Linked DNA regions of Rattus norvegicus: regions 1 and 3 are each linked to region 2. A link is a contact called in public Hi-C data. All regions are on one chromosome and are shown on one strand. Each heading gives the region's core, a stretch centred on a gene start, on an enhancer-like site or on the middle of the called end of the contact. The rest is flanking DNA. Distances are from core to core; before and after follow the strand shown. Region 1 has its middle 30 kb from the start of Cavin2. Region 2 overlaps Tmeff2 (transmembrane protein with EGF-like and two follistatin-like domains 2). Region 3 has its middle 130 kb from the start of Cavin2.

Region 1 (4,314 bases), core at 581-3,080, 360 kb before region 2:
ACAACTAGTACATCCACAGTAGAGGGCTAAAGGGATGGGTACGTAGTAGCAACATTTCATGCAAAACTGTTTAAAGAAACTGGAGGTGTTCAAGCCTAAAACAGTTAATTATTATTGTTGTTATTGTGTTTTAGAATAAGGTTGTACCCATAATTTAAATGTTTGAGGTTGCCAAATATGAATGCAGTTTATTTATACAGTTTCAAAGGTAAATAGACTTTTATTCTATATAAAGCAGTTTGTTCTGCTAGTCAGAACAGCTGTGCCATGTCGAAAAATATGTATGTTAGAAACTAACTAACTAACTAACTGACTAACTAACTAACTACCAAAACAAAACTATGAAAAAAGCAAGCTCTTGTAGATTGAAAGACCTCCTGCACAGAGCATGTTTGCTCTTTCCTCTCTCTCCCTATTTTTATCCTGGGAATCAACTCTGAGGCCAGGGGCATGATAGGTAAGTAACTGTTCTACTATGGACTATACTCCCAGTCTCTGAAATTTTGTGAATTGAAAACTTCTTGCTTAGCTTGGCATGGTGGCATACTTCTTTAATGCCAGCACTCAGGAGGCAGAGGCAGACAAATCTCTGAGTTTGGGGCTAGCCTGGTCTACAGAGCAGGTTTTAGTATAGCCAGGGATATATAGAACGAATCTGCACTGAAAAAAAAAAAGATTTTTTTCTTTTTGCTCCTTTTTCATTTTGACAGAAAATGACAAAAGGATTGGGGAAATTTTTTTTTTTCCATGGAGTCCACTAAGGTATCTTAACAGTGTTGGCCTTATTGTCGTTAGGGCCACAATCTTAAATGGAGGAAAGCTCATAGCTGCAGCTAAGTGTCCTGCTCCTTGTCACAACCTGTACAACTGTTGAAGGTCTAGCTGAGGTTGGATATTACTCTGCTTGCTTAAGAGCTAATCTCTCAATTTTCCTGCCTGCCAAGAATGCAACGCTATTTCCTCTGATAACAATGTTTTGCTTTCTCTTGGGAACCACACCTCTCTCCTGCCTGTCCTCTTGTCAAGGATCCTAGTCTTTTTTTCAGGCATGTTCGAGGGAGAACACAAAGGCTTGGTCAATCCTCTCAGTCTTGGAATCTGTGTATGGTGGGAGTACAGAGGAAGGGTGGGGCTGTTTCTCTACATCTATGTGAAGCAAATGCTGTTTAGTCCATGTTTCTTAGACTCACATGCAGATGGCAAATTGAATGTGTGTGTTGTATATCTCTGTTGCATAGCATATTGTTTGATTGTTAGATGAGGAGTTTTTATCAAGATCTAGAATGTGTGCTTTTGTGTGTTTTGAGGGAGAATGGAGAATGATACGCATGCAGTATGTACAATCAAGTATTTTTTGGAGAGTTTTCCAGGGACTTGTTTTACTAAGAGGCCCGAGGGTGTGTGAATTCCTGTTTCCTGAAGTGTTGGGAAGTGAAGGTCAAAACTGGCTGTGCTTCAAGTTCTGAGAATTTCAAAGCTGGTGTTTGTGTGTGCGTGCAAATGTGTGTGTACAGAACCCGGGAAGAAAGGCAGTCTCTAAAAATTTGCTTTGAAAAATGCCAAAAGACGGAGCTGTTTGCGATCTCTCTGTTTTGATGAAACCTGTCTCTTTGGTAAACACAAGGCACAGAAGGGCCTGCGTCCTCCTGCCCTGCCATTGAACTTTTGTTCAAATCAGCAACTTCCCTCACCTTGGCTGTTGAACTGCCCTTTGTAGTAAAACTCACCAGTGAACTGGCAAGAAACCATGGAAAGAAAGGGTGTGCTGGAGTGGATTGCATTTTTCCTGAACGTGCTGAAATATCAGGATGCATGGCCTGTGAGTCAGCATTTTCTGTTGGGAACTTTCATGACCTTTACAGAGTCGGCCAAATCTCTCCCAAGCTGTGCCTCTTCACACCCCAGTGCATGACAGCAAAGGGGCAAATCCGAGGGAGGCAGAAGCAGATTCCTATTTTTTCTTGCAATCTGTTCCTTGTTATTGTCTTTTTTTTTTTTTAATTTTTTTTCAACACACTTTGCTTCCCAGGATAGCACTAATGGAAGATATGTGAGAGACTAGCATCTTGTTTGAACCCAGAGCACTGCTAAAATCAGGACAATAGGATATGAAACTGGGTTTTGTCGAGGATTTAGATGTACCTCTAGGTAAGAAGGCCACATTCAAAATTGTGACCCCCACCCCCACCCCTAGGCATTTGGCAATCTGGAATTTGATGGGCTATACCAGAGAACCAAGAAAAAAAAACAGCAGTGATCTGGTGGAGGACACTTTATAGGGGGCCAAAGAGGCCACGAGGAATCTCTGCAGGTGCCATGATTTTGACTGTCAGAGAAGAATTTGAACTTTTAGGAAAACCTTTATTTTGCCTAAACTCTATTCTTTCTCCTCCTCCTCCACCACCTCTTGCTTTTCATTTGTGTGTGTGTGTGTGTGTGTGTGTGTGTGTGTGTATGTGTGTGAGTGTGTGTGTGAGTGTGTATGTGAGTGTGTATGTGTGTGAGTGTGTATGTGTGTGAGTGTGAGTGTATGTGTGTGTGAGTGTGAGTGTGTGTGTGTGTGTGTGTGTGTGTGCGCGCGCGCGCGCGCACGCGCGTTAAAACAAAGGATAACATTGTGATGTAATGTTCTGCCCTTTCATCTTTATGTGGATTCCAGAGATCTCACTCAGGATCACGAGGCTGTAGGTCAAGTACTCTTAACACACATGGTTTGGGGTGTGAAGTAAGGAGAAAGAGGAGAAAACTTCCTAGAAAGAAAACTTGGAGTTGAAGTGCTCGGCTTTTAGAAAGTTTGGATAGCCAGGCTTGATGGTATGTGTTACTTAACCACAAACTCTAATCAAGGAGGCCTAAATGTTCAGTTCGGGTAAGACTTGGTATTTGCTTACACTGAGAAGTTGCAGGTTTGAAGAGAGCAGGAAAAAGTCTCTGCAGTCAGGTGCATGGACTTTAGTGAACAGGCTTGCTAACATGGATTCGTGCATTTCGGAGACCTTTGAAAACATTTCTCTGAGGCCTTTTCTTGTCTACCTTTGCCTCTCAGCGGTGTCCTAGACATTTGAAGCTATCAGAGAAGTGACCCTTAGGTAAGTAAAGAGTCACTGGGGTTGCTGTTCTTCAAAGGTTAGAAAACAAATCGAATGTATCTATTGCCCAGTTGGGAGTTGTGGTCAGCTGCTTAGATAGCTGAGGAAGGTATTTGTAGTCAGTAGCATAAGTTCCATTTCCAAACTACGTTTTTAATGTGACTACAAGTCTTTTACAGCAAAGGTGACTTGTCAACATAAGGAGAAACAGAAGACAGCTGCCGAAAGACACCGCATATTGGGACAGACTGAGTGTACAACATTGGGTGTAACAGACAAAATGGGAAGGAGCCTTTTGCAGAGGGCAACAAGGAACCTGTTGCCAAAGGGTGGCACTCTGGGATTTTAATTGGGTTACCTGTAAATTTCTGAATGACCTGTTCTTTGTAAGTATACTGATCAAGGACTCAAATGCCCTGTAAGACTGAGAACATCTTGGAGGTGAGAAGAGGTGTGCCTATTCCCAATACTTTATTTTAGAGTACAAATATAAACTGAGAACAAGATTTTTCGTTCTTGGGTGAGCTGGCACAAGAAGTCAGTCTGATTCTGAAGTTAAGTCTCCTTTTCCTATGTTCCTGTGATTCTCGGGGTAAGCGGCTATGGCTACATGCAAAGGTTTTCTGCTGGAGGCAGACACCTTGCTAACTTCTGGATGGAAAACCCTATTATAGTAGGTTAATTTACTGGCTTACAGATGATCATCTATGCAGAATGGCAATATGACTCAGGGAAGATTTTTTTAAATCATTTTACATATCAGTAGATGGCAGGATATACCATCAAATCAAGTACAAAAAGGGACACAAATGATAGAATTCAGCCGTTGTTCCCTGGATACCTTGAGAAATTGATATCCAGGTAGAGGATGTGTTGTTACTTCTGTACTTGGGGAAAGATTGTTTGCACATTGGTTTTGGTTGAGTTATTTCTTCGGTATTAAACTGGCAATGTTACAGTTGGTTTAAACAGTTGTCCAAATGTTGGAATTAAATTTACTCTTTGGAGGAGACACCTGGAGAAACGACTCCTCGATCATGTTGCTAAGATTAATTGGATATTTTGATTGCGTTAAGTGGATTCACACAGCGTGTAAGAATCCAGGGGCTTTTCTTATTGGCCTTCTTTTCTCCTCCTTTCTTTCTTTTTTCTGTAAATAGAGAGGAGGAAATAACTAACTAGGAATTAGGGCAATCCCACATCATAAACAGCTTCTCTCAAGATG
Region 2 (4,580 bases), core at 827-3,326:
GATAAAAGTTATTAATAGTTGGCAATAACATTTTGTTTGGTTTAAATACTGCTCACTTTCTTGAGTATTTTTCTGTAATATCTATATTATAATTTCTATATAAGTGATAGAGGCTTAAGATACCACATTTTGTAAGATTTATTGACGAAGTTATTAAAGCCACTCAGTTTGGCTTCTGGTACATGGCTGAGCTAAGGAACTGCCTGGGAGACTAAAATATATCTAACCTGTGTATTAACAGAAGGACCTTTAGTACAGTTTCCTACAGAACCACAGAACCATAGCCATAAGTACAGCAGCAGGGCAGTGGAGGGAGGAAAATACTCAGACACCAAACAATGATAGATCTAAATTCTTGAGGAACTCAAACATGTGCAATGAATGAGACTTTTTTAGAAAAAAAAACATATTCTTTTACAAATGCCAAACCACGTGTAGCACCCTAAATGTGCTTTCTCTATAAGGCCGAGAGTTCTGAAGTAGAAGCCAGGTATGCTGAATTTCAAAGACTCTGTACATAGTGTTAGGTATGCCTGTGTAAGATAACACTGTCCACAGAACAACCTGTTTTGTTAAATTTATGCCATCTAAAATAAATGTGTGATACAGAAAGAGACATTGTATCAGTGATGATGCTCTAGGAATATAATGCTAATGAGAGAAAAGTATGCAGGAGGATCACTGACAGAGAAGAAAGACTAAGTCAAAGAAAGCAATGAGCAAAGAGCTTTCCCTATGGGACCCACAGAGCTATTAAAATCTGAGAATCCAGGCTAAGGTCATCACTCTGTCACGCTAAAGGCTCATCAACACAGGATAGTTATTTTATTGCTAGGAAATTGCTAGACAATTGTGGTGTTCACCCTGAGGAAACAGTATAAATGCTTGAGAACCTCTCCCAGTCTCTCAGTAGCCTCTCCTTCCTCACCTCATTTTTCTTCTCTCCATTATCCCTCCGTCTTCCACACAAGGGTTCCCATCACATGTAACGTATGAAATAGCACAGTAATTTAGATGAAAATTTTATGACATAAGTGATTTCATAATCAATGTCCAGGCATCACACATACTCTAGTCCAGACTTTCAGTTTCGTTGGGCAAAATGTTAGCAATTAGTCAGCTGTCTTGACTCAGGAATGATTTGAAAGTCAAATACATAGGCCAGTCTGGAGACAACTGTGATCTCTTATTCTGAGGAAGCAAACATACTCTGGAACCTTCCTTCTCCCAATTCACTGAATGGTACATTCTCAAGACCATGAGTTTACTGTGGGCAGAGCACAGTCATGGGCAGAGCAGAGCGTGGGTATCCTGTGCGTGACATTAGACAGATGTTCAACAGTGGGGAAAAGGAACAAACAGAAAATGTTACTCCCTCTCCCATTCTGGGGACACATTAAATGCCTGCCGAAAAGTACAAGATGAAGAAGTGCTTGGTGTTCACCATCTTAGAGACTCTGAGATTGCAGGCAGTATTTGGAAAATTGCTAACATCTCAAAGGGGAGTCGAAAATAACCTGGGAAAACAAAAGGTGCTGGAATGATACTTCAGCTCCGAGTACTTGGCTGATTTGAACTGGACAGAGCTAATTGAGATCTGTGTGCCTTTCCAATTCCATTTTATGCAAATCTTGTGAGAAATACGAATAGCCCCAAGTATAAATTCCTCCAGGGACATCTATGAAAAAAAAATTAAGCTCACACTTAACGTTCACAACCATGTGTGAGCACCTGCCTTGTTTACACTGACCTACAGTCATTTGCACAAAAAATGTTCAGCCCAAGTCCTGTTGTCACTGTTTCCGGGAGGTAGTAATTTAATGACACAGGCAAGGAAAGAGACACTTTAGTGTATTCTAAAGCCCCCACATTTCAGCAATCTGAAAACTTCAAACACAGTATGACGATTCAGTAACTAAAGACCTAAACTCTTAACGCACTTGAGATTTACAACTTCAGATTATCCTAACTTTTCAACCGGAAATAACTTCTATCCCAAATCCTAGTAACTGTTAGCTTTAAAGTGAAACCGGCTCCACCCTTAAGTAAACAAAACCACAAAATTAACTTCAAGTCAACCCATAAAATAGGCATGGTGTGAGCTCCCCCTACTGGTACAACGCTATTCCCACTTCAAGGTTATAGTCTCTGGGACTAGCTGGATAAAAATGAATTTGCAGTTTAGAATTCAAGAGAAGAAAAGGTTAAAGGAGTTTGTGAAAACCAGAAGCAATCCAACAAAACATAAAAAAAACCTCTCCTCCCTTCAGAATAATCTCTGCGAAAGACAGCAACAGACATGTTTATAAATATTTGAGTCAACCTGTAAGTCTCCACCCAAGATCAGTCACCACACGAGTGAAACAAACAACTGTCATTCTCCAGACGACCAAATCTGCATTCCCATGCAGACAGAGAAGCCAGCAGAGCCTAATTGAGGCGATGCCTACACACTGACAATGGATCCCTTCCCCTAACAACACATGAGAAACGCTGCAGGCTTCAGAGAAATAAAACAAATTATGTAGCACCATGGAGGCTGAACAAAGTCTGAGGGCCTTGGGGTTTTCTGCACTGGGAAGTGACTTCTATATTGTTATGTGAACTGGGACACCGAAGGGGAAAGCTGTAAGTTTTATATTTCGAGCTACTCAAATTAGTTGTCTGCAGAGCAGAAAATCCGATGTGCAAGGATCAATGACAAACTCAGGTGAAGTGCGACTGTGGGGACGTTTCGCAGTAGCAGTGAGGGGGATGCGGCAAAGGTGTTGAGGCTGGCATGCTGCTCTAGAGAGAGTGCAGTGGGAGATGGCACTCCCATTCTGTCTCATTCAGCAAAGGGAGCCGTTCCGTGGTGGCTGCTATATTTGTACGGCTGCACTTTGATTATAACTGGTTCTGTTATCGCAATCTGTCACATATCCGACATAGAACATAAATACATAAAAGCCAAATGACTGAGTTCTCTATTATCGTATTTTACCTTTAATTGCCATACTGGGGGTGATGGTGAAACTGTATGGGTTTCAAGCAGTAAATGAAAGACAAAAACACCAGAATACATGGGCTTCATTGGAAAGCAACCAACTGAGAACTTCTAAACACATCAGTGTGTTTGCTTCCCAAAGTCTGAGAAAATTGACTTCGATGAATATACTGGGCTCGGCCCAAGGGCTTTGGTTCTTAAAACAGTGCTCTTTATGAAGCACGTCCGTGTTTTAAAATTAAACCAGCATGTTGGTTTGCAATGAACGTGGATGAGATAAAGGGATGATTGCTGTTCTTCCTAGCCTTTCCAAATACGTGTCTTTTGTTCTGAGTGGGGCTCAGCCTGGGATAGTGACTTGAACTTGATGCTCCCGTCTCTAGCTCCTGAGTATCCACACACTTCACTACTTCAGCAAGTAACACTTGGTCACACCCATGCTGGCAGACAAATGACCAGAAAGTACTTTGTACCTCCTCACTGGCCCTTTTGCCAACACTCAGGTTGTGTGGACTCCCCATGCCTGTCCCACTGTGGCAATCTTTGTATCAGCATCTTGCTTCAGTTTGGCCTCACATACAATTTATTCTCCACCTGGAGGCACACACAATATTTTAAACATATAAAAAAAAAGATTGCCCTTAAAACATTTTAATGACAAGACACTGTGACCAAGGCAATGATCAGAAGAGACGTTATTGGAGCATACGCTTGCAGAAGGAGAAGAATCCATGATACAGGTGCAGCAGAATGGCCACCAGAGCTGGGAACTGAGAGCTCACAGAAGCGGGAAGAAGAGGAAGCATACCCAAATGGGCACAGGTCTGAAGTCTCCGAGTCCTCTTCCAGTGACATACCTTTTCCAGAAAGGACACACCTTTTCTGACTCCCCAGTCAGCACCCATTAAGAATTAGTATTCAAATGCCCAAGACTACAGAGGCATTGAATACAGGTGTACACTTAGGGACTTGGCACTTGTCCTGAGCATCCTGCCTCTGTACCTTTACCTGCTGTTTTTTTTTCTTTCTCATAATAAAGGAATTTTATTTCTTTCCCAAGACAGAAGCTTTGTCTCATAATCCCTGTTTTACTTTCTGAAAACTAATTGTCACTCTCTGAATCATTCTTAGTCAAATTTTCTTTTTCTCTTAAACTTGGTTGGCACAAAGTATGACATAGCCAATGTCACCAATACAAAGAAAGCAAAAAGAAAAACAGAATACTGCATAGTATATAATCAATAACAATATCACATTGTGTGTGCATGGTTCCATGCATTCTTAGGCCCAAGTCATATCACAGAAATTTGCTGATTTATAAAAATCTTCTATTTAATAATAATAACATACTCTCAATCACATTTATAATGCTTACTATGATATTCTACAGCATTCTGTTTTAATTCCCAATGTTAAACTTATGAAAACTTACACAGGAAACAATGAAGTAAAGAGAAATTTTTAGTCCACAGAAGCTGGTGTTGTTCCTAACAACATATAAAGATGTTGAACAAATAATGTTTGTGTCCCTTCTTTTCACAGTTGAAAAGAGATGATCTATGTTCCATGTCAATTTCTTAATACACGACTCTGA
Region 3 (4,123 bases), core at 1,109-3,608, 260 kb before region 2:
GACAGAGAAATCTGTAAGGATGAATAGAAGGAAGTAAGACACAGAGTAGTGGAAGGATTTTCTCCTAATCCCCCAGTGGCTTCATGTTATCTCTAGACTGTCTAAAGAAATCTTGGGCAATCTTCCTCAGAGACACCTTGGGGAAGTCAGGCCTGAACGTGCCTCTGCACATTATGTTTAGTGCAGAATAAATGGTAAGAATTATGAAGGAAAATGACTTTGTTCCCTAGACCATGCTTCATATATCAAATGCAAATCACACTGAATGGTCTTCCATTAATGTCTTTCCAGAGTGTTTGGCAGGGAGTTGATTGTAGTCTAGAAGGAGAGCTACAGAGGTGAGTGACCAGCCTCAGGAGAGGGATTCTCTGTTTTCAATGCATTGACAATAAGATCCCCTTTTCTGATTTGATCTGTCGTCTTTTTTCCCAATGCCATCTGCTTGGAGTAGATCACTCTCTTCCCCACTTTCCCTAGATGCTCAATGGACACCTTGTCTTTCACTTTTCCCTTGAAAACCCTGTCTTTAGTTACTCAGATCTCTGTGTACTGCGCGAGAAAGGACTGAGCGAGTGGTAAAATGAAATTGCCATCTTTTGTGGTCAGCCAGCACAATGTGCATTTGAGCTCCTTGAAGTGTTTTTGTGCAGTTTTCCTGAGAAGCATTTACTCGTTCCTACTGAACTGATAATGACGAAGCCTCAGTGTCTGTTGCCTTCAATCATTTTCTTATTCTGCCAGCTCAATGATTTTCTTCAACTCCACTCCTGCCAGCTGGTCTGGCCAGGGTAGAAGGGAGAAAAAAAAAAAAAGCCCAACACCACAAAACAGAAAAGAAAACAAACAAAAATCTTCTTTTGGTGAGGGCTATAGAAAACTTCACTTTCAGTTTTTTCTTAACATGTAATTGGATGTCTTTCTCAGAAAAATATTATATTCATGTTCATAGCAAAAAAATCAAGAGGACATAGAAAAAAATGACAGAAATGAGATGAGAGAAGCAGCAGTGGCTTTCACGCTGGTGTCAGAGCAGCGACAGATGCCCTTTAAAGAAAGCGTTTCCTCCTCGCTGCCCTAGTGAGCTCGGAGCTCATTCTTTGTCTCTTTGAGATTCTTTACCCAGAGGCTTAAAGTCTACCCTGAACAGAAAACTTCTGAAATCTAGATCCTTCCTTGCTACAAAACAACTCAGCTTACACAATCACATTTCAGAACTGAGCCCCTGAGACCAGTGACTCAGTTTACACATAATGCCAAAAGAAAGAATGATCAATGGTCAAGACCCAGTGCTTGAAGAGTTCCTTTTGATTATGACCAACACATGTCATGGCAAGGCTAAATGCCAAAGCGTGTCCTGATCACTAAGTACAAGCCTATCCCCCAATCCCTGTATGACTGTAATTAAGCAGGAGAGTTAATTTATGTAAATCATGCATTACTGTAATTGGGCACAAGTGCACAGTCATGTACATCTTATTTAAAAGTGAAATATAATGTTATTATGTGAATACTGGCGCAGCAGATTCTCAGCCTTCTGGGGGGAAGTCAGCAACATCGCTGGGCTGGCTGTTTACAAGACTCACTCTTTGGTCTGGGAGCTTGATTAGAAATCACCCAGCTCTGCTTGGCACTGCCCTGTGAAGGATAAAGCTACCTGCCTCCAGGAAGGCTGAAGGTACACAATCAGGGCTTTCCTTTCCATTTCTCTTTTAACCTCCACTTGTAGAACAGTCATTTCTCTCTTTCTAGTCATCTTTTCAAACCCTAACAGTACTTTCCAATGGCTTGCTCTGCTTGGCAGTCCTAACTCATATATCCCCAGGCAGACTGCAGATGGATTTGTCTTCTGGAAGTAAAGAGTAGTCTGTTTCCTTTTTTAGCTTGTCTTTTCTAATGCGACTCAGGATTGCTTTATGATCCTAGGACTTTGTTTTCCAAGTGCAGGCAGATTAGATAGCATTCTGCAGTCTGTGTTTGTCATTGCTACCACTCCTGCACGGCCGTGAGAGAGAAGCTGGCCTCCGGGGCAGGGCCCTCACTGTTCCTCTATTCTCTCTCTAGGCAGCTGATCTAGGGCTTTGGGACAAGGTTGCTCCGCAGAATATAAAGCATCCTATCTACATATCTCAAGGTTGAGATTGGTGAGGACAAAAATATGCAGATGGACTGCTTACTTTAAATACACCATCCTCACTAGAAGCCTGAGCATTTATTCCAGGGACTTGCGTTGTGGCCTCATTCTTGCCCGGCTTGCCAAGCCAGGTCTTCTGCCTGCAAGCTCAGGGTGTAGTGGCTTAGCCATTCCAGCCTCTGGGTGTCCCTTGTGCTCCCTGTGTTCTGACTGCCACTCCACACTCCAGAAACCCCGATAAAATGCTTCAGTCTCCGTTCTTCTGGAAGGACTGTATGAATCAGTGGTCTCTTTTAAAACTGCCCCCTTCCTGCTCACTAGCGGTTTGATATGCCTGTCTCCCTCAGTTTCCCATCACACTACTGTTCCACCCAGATCTTATCTTTATGCTGTAATTCCTTCCATGAAATGCCATCGGTTTGGGGGCCATGGATGTGAATAAATGAAATGGCTTTTAAGATCACGCTTTAGTCAGTGAGGAGGGAAGTGTGTTCCCTGCTTGCCAAAGTGTTTTATCTTAATCTTTGCTCCTATAAACAGACTTGTTAAAATAGCATGTGGCATAACATTTTAGTAGTAGAATAAAACATCTTTATTAGACCAGTTTGTTCAGTGGCGTTCAATATCTTTTTCTATTAGGGGACTTCAGCTTGGTCAAGGAGTGGCTGGTATTTGTATATTCCTTTATTTAAGTAATATTTTTTTGTGTATATGTTCATGTATGTGCATGTCTTCTTGTATGTGTGCACACACATGTGCGCCCATGTGTGTGCAGACGTCCTTCTTGGGGGTTGGGGTACTGTACCTCAGGTGCTATTCACCTTTTTTATTATTGTGGAGACATGGTCTCTCAGTGACCTGAAACTCACCAAGTGGGATAAGCTGGGTGACCAGTACAACCTGGGGATCTGTCCATCCCTAATTTCCAGCTCTTCAATTAAAAGTACTTACCACCATATCTGGGTCTTTTTATGTGTTCTCTAGGCATCGGACTCAGGTCCTAAAGCCTGGGCAGCAAGCACTTTACTGCCTGAGCTATTTTCCCAAGCCTGCTCTATTTTAATTTAATTTAGTTTTATATTCTGTTCATGTTTGAATACACATCCATAAAAATGATCAGAAATGATGTCCACAAGTACAATGATGTTTTCTCTTGGTCTTGGTATGATTACCTTTCATTTAGGTTTACCTACATATTCTAATCTTAAACATTAATCAAACATAATTTTTAGTATGTTTATTAATAATCTGATATTCACTGAGGACCATATGGGACATTGCTCTGTACTTTGCGCTTTTCATGAAAAGCTGGACTCATATGAAAGACTCTTATTTCCAAGGTCTAAGCCCATGGAGGAGCACTAGCTGGACTGGGCAATGAGGGGTTGTACCTAAAAAAGGATGTATCCAGAAGTGAAGAAAAGAGAGGTGGTTAGCATTCTGAGAATGAGAGTAAGTCCAGCAAGAGGAGACATTCATACGGAGGAATCACATGGAGCCATCTCAAAATACACCCCAAAGAATAGATTTGATTGTGGGGTTTTTGAGAGCTACTTTCATGGGGTGGTTACTTTGCCCAAGCCTCCTATAGAGCCAGTGTCTTTAATGTATCAGGAAGGCAGAAGTTTTTGTCTAGCACACAAGCCTGGCCCTATTCCTGGTTCCTTCCTCCCACAACAACTGATTTTGCTTTGAGCAACTCATCTAAGTTTTTGCCTGGCCTGGATTAGAAAAGTAAAGGCAAAAACTAATTTTATCACTTCTTACCTGATGGAAGATTAATGATGACAACCAACTGAAAGGTTAAAAGTATACAGGATACTCAAATTAGCCCATTTAGCCTTTGTGGAGCTTCACCAAGGTTGGATCCCTGGAGCAGGTAAACCAATAAAGCAATGATAGTGAGACTGGATTGGCAGCACATCTTATATATGGTCCTGATACTGATTTCAAGGGACCATAGACAGTCTGATTTATGGGCTGGTTATAAAA

Evidence for each region. Hi-C and Micro-C count contacts between places; a contact is called where the count stands out from the background.
Region 1: a contact with region 2 is called in a Hi-C map of the A7r5 cell line, with 3 times the contacts expected there. The contact joins two enhancer-like sites. A contact is called at or near these places in 2 of 12 Hi-C or Micro-C datasets (the A7r5 cell line and frontal cortex).
Region 3: a Hi-C map of frontal cortex shows a contact between it and region 2, with 1.8 times the contacts expected there. The contact joins two enhancer-like sites. A contact is called at or near these places in 2 of 12 Hi-C or Micro-C datasets (the A7r5 cell line and frontal cortex).

What each region holds. Positions count from the first base shown.
Region 1 is chr9:57,833,476-57,837,789 of GRCr8, forward strand. No RefSeq gene overlaps it. Among named protein-coding and RNA genes, the nearest start is that of Cavin2, 30 kb to the left of the region's middle. Within about 2 kb of position 1,831, at least 32 of the 93 cell types and tissues checked have an H3K27ac peak or open chromatin away from gene starts, as enhancers often do. A contact at or near this core is called in the A7r5 cell line, where this site is marked.
Region 2 is chr9:58,188,470-58,193,049 of GRCr8, forward strand. The region is part of intron 4 of Tmeff2 (transmembrane protein with EGF-like and two follistatin-like domains 2); the gene reads right to left. Among named protein-coding and RNA genes, the nearest start is that of Tmeff2, 35 kb to the right of the region's middle. Within about 2 kb of position 2,077, at least 11 of the 93 cell types and tissues checked have an H3K27ac peak or open chromatin away from gene starts, as enhancers often do. A contact at or near this core is called in the A7r5 cell line, where this site is marked.
Region 3 is chr9:57,930,798-57,934,920 of GRCr8, forward strand. No RefSeq gene overlaps it. Among named protein-coding and RNA genes, the nearest start is that of Cavin2, 130 kb to the left of the region's middle. Within about 2 kb of position 2,359, at least 10 of the 93 cell types and tissues checked have an H3K27ac peak or open chromatin away from gene starts, as enhancers often do.